Linked DNA regions of Gasterosteus aculeatus: region 1 is linked to region 2. A link is a contact called in public Hi-C data. All regions are on one chromosome and are shown on one strand. The core of a region is the stretch at or near the end of the contact, and the rest is flanking DNA. Distances in the headings are between cores, read along the strand shown. Region 1 has its middle 12 kb from the start of LOC144389437. Region 2 holds the start of marcksa (myristoylated alanine-rich protein kinase C substrate a).

Evidence for each region. Hi-C and Micro-C count contacts between places; a contact is called where the count stands out from the background.
Region 1: a Hi-C map of skeletal muscle shows a contact between it and region 2, with 2.8 times the contacts expected there. The contact joins the enhancer-like site here to the promoter of marcksa in region 2. A contact is called at or near these places in 2 of 6 Hi-C or Micro-C datasets (both in skeletal muscle).

Annotation. Positions count from the first base shown.
Region 1 is chr18:4,423,418-4,426,117 of fGasAcu3.hap1.1, forward strand. No RefSeq gene overlaps it. Among protein-coding and RNA genes, the nearest start is that of LOC144389437, 12 kb to the right of the region's middle. Within about 2 kb of position 1,289, at least 1 of the 9 cell types and tissues checked has open chromatin away from gene starts, as enhancers often do.
Region 2 is chr18:4,329,356-4,332,055 of fGasAcu3.hap1.1, forward strand. marcksa (myristoylated alanine-rich protein kinase C substrate a) reads right to left here and starts at 1,253. Exons shown (of 2, transcript XM_040160425.2): 1 at 716-1,253. The coding sequence starts at 814.

The DNA of each region.
Region 1 (2,700 bases), core at 39-2,538, 94 kb after region 2:
GTGTGTGTGTGTGTGTGTGTGTGTGTGTGTGTGTGTGTGTGTGTTTATCCTCTAAAATCAGTCATGCGCAAGTCCAAGCATGCAGTGAAACAAATGCTGTCCAGAAGAGCAGCAGATGGTAGATAGCTCAGGTGAACGCACTGCAAACGCACTGCAAACACATTACCTTCATGCTCGCACAAAGCCACACTCTGTCAGGGAGCTTGATTAGATTTGCAGGAAGCCGTGTTATCATTGGCTGTTCTGCCATTCATCTGTAATATAATGACGGGGATATTGAGCTCTTCTTTCTTCTTTCTGTCTGGACAGGCAAGAGGAGGATAACCTGGTTATATGATATGGAACCCAGAAACCTGCTAGGAGCTTCATACACAAGACTTCAGGCTAATAGGTTTTGAAATCCCGCCTTTGTCTCCTAAAAGAAAGCTACCTAAAGTAATAAAAATGAACATACAAACTATTGTGATGACATATTTTTGCAATCTCTCTATGAAAAAAAAGTTATGTCAGATTTTACTGTTATCTGTAACACATTTTAGCATAAAACATGAATACATTGTCCAAATAAAACCCAAACTGCTTTTGAAATCTAGGGAGCCTACAAAATGTAATTTTCATCATTTCATCTTAATTCACATTTGGGTTGGGGTCAAAAGGGTGTTTTTACATGATATGTGACGTTTGAGAATTCTAACCTAAAGGATGCTAAAGATTATCTTAGCGAAGGCGGAGGATGATTATTCACACACATCGATGCACAAGAGATTCTTTGAACAAACAACACCAGCGGGAACGAGGACGTATCTTTATCAGTACGGTATGAGTGTGGTCTAAACCTTGGTACTTGGGAATGCTTCCCTTTCCCACGGAAAATTGGCATGAAAGGAAATACATGATGTGCTGTGTCGGCTCATAGAATATTTATGTTGATGAACGTACTCTGTATGCAACACAAGCATGCAGGTCTCCACTCTGTATCCTGGGCATGCAGCTTCGAAATGTAAACAGGTGTACAGGAAATTATGGCTCATCACAGTACACCGCATGACTCACTCTCAACCATTCAGAATGCTTGATTTCATCCACCCATATTATATTTAAGGATAAAGATGGTTGTATTCTGATGCTGGACGATAACTGTGTGTGTGTGTGTGTGTGTGTGTGTGTGTGTGAGAGAGAGAGTGAGAGCGAGCGCGCAACAAATCAGGTAATCAAGCTTTCATAACTCAGTGCCTAGCCTTTTACTGACATCACCACACGTTACTGGTTGCTGCCAGCCATCTGTATAGGGAAAGGGAACGGGCTATATTTAGATCGGTCTTAGATTTGTGTGTAGACAACCACCAGGGGAATCAAAGCTAATACCAATGCACTTCCTGTCTGTTATTCATTGGCTTAGTCACACTTCCTGTGGAAGTTGATCATATGCAAAGCCAAGGACCATCTTTGTTCATTTTTCAAAGATATGTTTGAGAAACTTGGGCTAATTAATCTGGCTTTTCATTTTCCTCTCAGTCGTTAAGATCACAGGACAAAACATGGCATAAGATATGTGTCTTTGTCACTCATGCATTAACATGAATTTAATCCTGATGAAAGAGTATTTGTCTTAAATAAACAAAAATCTGTGCTCAAGTGGCCCGGAAATTCTTAAAGAAGAGCCTCGGTGGTTCCCTGGAAAGCTAATTAAAAATCTGTCCAGTTACACAAAGGATTTGAAGAGGAAGTAAAGAACGTGTAATCAAAGCGTGGGATGTAAGGTGCAGGCGTTGGAGGACAGCTTTATGCGGCTGAGAGGGCTGGAGTCCAAGCTGAAGAGGATCAATGCTGGGCTGGGGGGCTTTTAAAGAACAACATTTCACTTTTAGAACTGCTATGAATTCATTTGTTTACTTGCAACGTGGAGTTTCTCTTTTATCCCTCCATTGTCCTTTTCTCCTGATCCATCAAAAAGTGACAGGTTTCAGTCCTCTGAAGCTCTATATCACAGAAATGTCCGAGCACTGCTTACTTTCTTAAAAACAATATAACCTTTATGTAATGAAGAGCTGCTTTAACATAATTTGTGGAGAGTCAAGTTGGAAGTCTCCCAGAAAGATGTGAAACAAAATTAAACTCAAGACTTTGTGATTTCAACCTTCTTGTTTGCCCTCATTACATTTTGCAGCAAACTAAATTGTGATGAACAAAAAAACACCTTTGTTTGAAACTTCCGCCTCTGCTAAAACCCATACTCCAAACCTGTGTTTGGTGGAGACAAAATGGAGATTTACGTGAAAAGGATCACAACAGGTGTGTAAAAGGTTCATGAACACTGTGCTGATATCCCCAGTGTGTGTGACTCGATACAAGTTGAAGAAAATCACTGCAGCTTGAGCGTGCACCATAGAAGAGGCTAACCAGTGTTTTCGTCACCCTGCAAAATCTGTTCGAGACGTCTCACAAAAACACTGCTTGTCCTCCATGACTGATCACCCGTGTATGACATTCTGCTGTCCATTAAATAAGAAATTGCCTGCTCCCAAGAACTATTCTTCGGTGTCTTTTGAGTCTCTGTACTGCCTCTCAGGCCCTTTATAACGGGCTGTAAATGTGGTTGACGATACCCCGTCGTAGACAGTCCAAGTTTTCATTTAATGATCGGTGTAAGATGTCACAAGTTATTTGCAAGTCCACACAGTAAATGGGTGTACAATTGAG
Region 2 (2,700 bases), core at 3-2,502:
TCATTAACAACGAGGGGGTCGGTTTCTGGTCGCAGAGCAAAGCAGACGCTCATTAGTCCGGCGGATCAGGGAGGGGGAGTTCAGGTGCATTTACGAAAAATTGTTTAAAAGGTAAATGGGGTCTCTAATTGTTTATTTTTCCAAACTATAGGAGGGGAGGAAAGGAACGATTAGAAACAGCACAAGCCCCCCTCCCCCTCCGGGGCGCACCACTGTCTCCCGGCGCGACAGCAGGCTGCCATCTCCACTTTCTCGTCGAGCATCTGTAACAAAAGGAGCGACGCTCCGAGCGCTCACGGCCCTTTTGTTGCCCATCTCGTCTTTTATTCAGTTGTGGCGACTTCATTCGAAGCTCTTCCTTTTCATGATAATTGCACTGCACGTTTGTCCAGGAACTACATCTAAACACATAATACCAATCAATAACCTTACAACTGAAATTGTATCGTCATAAATAAACTATTTTGTCAGGTTTTCTCCAAATTATTCGGTTCTCACGAAACAACAAACATATCAGGTGCTCAACTGTTGATCGGGGACTACAATTTTAAAATAATTTAAACCTCAACCGCGCATCTCCATTCAATATATCCATGATTTACGCACGGATTTGCACCCTAACAGCGCAGCCCGACAAATACCCCCGCCCCCCCTCCCTCCCCCACCACCCGCCCAGATGGATGCGATGGAAGCTGGATGATAAAATGTAATTTACCTGTCCGTTGGTCTTGTTGGGCGAGGAAGCAACAGCCTCTCCGGGCTTTTCAGCCACGGCTTCAGCCTTTACGGCTGCCCTGGACAATTGCGCTCCCATGCTTGTAGCTCCAACAAAGAAACTCAACCGATCCCCCCACACACACACACACACACACAAAAAACGAACAAAGACCCCACAAGCCTCTTTGTTGCAACGCAAAGCTCTTCGCTGCTGTCTTCCCTCTTTCACTCTCTTTCTCCCTCTGCACAGAGAGGAAAAAAAAGTTCACTTGGGAAAACGTGAAATCAAAGTCCAGTTGAGTGCCACTGAGGATTTTTCCGGAGAGCAGGAAAAGGCTGATAGGTTAGGGACAAGCAATAAAATCCACGGTCGGTCGTGTCGCTGCAGACAGGCTGCAAAATGGAGAAATTTCCCTTGTTGCTATTAAGATGCACAGTCCAACGCCCAAGTGAAGAGATGAATGGGCGCTCCAAGCGATGACGGCACGGCACTCAGATTCAACCAATCACGGCCGGTGCGGCGCAGCGTGGGCGGGGTTTGTGGAAAGGGAGTGAACAATAGATGTAGCGCTACGTTCACGGTACGTCGGTATCATGAATCTCACAAACAAACAAGAGAGTATCGCTTTTTTTTCAAATAACTGAAACGATATTTTATCAAATCACGAGATAATTCATTTGGTTTTGAATGGCAACCATCGTTTTGAAATATGAAGGTTTTAAACGTAGGTATATGTTTTCGCTATGATAGGTAATGCAAGCTACACACAAGCCACACAAATGTAATATTAAAGTTATTTTTGTTCACGGCTTCAGGGACTTTTATATGAAAATGTTCCCCTGAATGACTATGTATATAATAAGGTCTAGTTTCATATTTTTGGTAGTATTGTCACCCAAACTAGATCCCAGACTAATGATTTGCGTACAATGGGAACGCTAATATATGTGGTGTAAGAACTACGGTTTTGGAGGAGGTCCTATCTTTTTGAAATTCCCAAACTGACCTGGTTTCCTAATTTTTGACCTGAGATTAGCCAGATCAAACTTGAGGATAATTAAACCGGATTTAGAATGCAGTAGACCTGATTAGACCTACGTAACTATGATTATGCAACGTATTGCATGATCATAGCTGATGGCGAGCTTTGACACGAGCCAAAAGATCGAGACCGTGACGATTGGACAGAATAAACAGTAATTTGGATGTGACCGATCTTGGGTTGGAGATATACGCAAGGAAACTGTTGTTTGTGTTATTGTTAAATATTGGCAACACAGATAACCTTGGTAATAAAAACCCAATTTTGTGGTTTGTTATCATAAATTAGCGTGTTTTGTAATCATTTCAAAGTAATTTGGTTTCTAAAATATGAGCATAGTGCTTAATCACAGTCAGAGCTTCTATGTATAATTTATTTTGGTGTGACATGAGTGCAGCATGTGTTCTCACCACAATTGTCCTGTTGACAAACTATTTTTTTAAAGAGATTAGAATGCCTGTGACATCGCTGTTCAAAGCATTCACCTGAGAGTGTTGGTCAAAGCCTACATTACCACGTGGTCACCAGACAGAAACAGAGACAAGACAAAAATAACATCCGAAAATGTTCAAAAAATCATCTCAGCCACTTTCTCTCGTTGAACAAACACCTCCCACTTGTGAGCGGATGCGGGTGGAGGTTGCACAGTTGCTGGAGGTTATAGGCGTGTACCCCCATTCAAACCTGTGATGTGCCCCGCAGGGGAATGTTGCAGGGCGTACAAACAGGTCCCTCGGCCCACATTTGCATTGCAAATCTATCACACAAGCACAGGCGGAGTCAAATGTCCTCCGCAGCACAAACTGAGGTGGGCTGCCCCGGCAGTTTCAATCTGTGACTTTTTAAATGCAAAACAGTCCCGCGGAGGCCGCCCTGACCCGGAATGCGAAGTACAGCACTTGTTTCAGTTTCTGTCATGCTAAGTTGACGCCACACAACA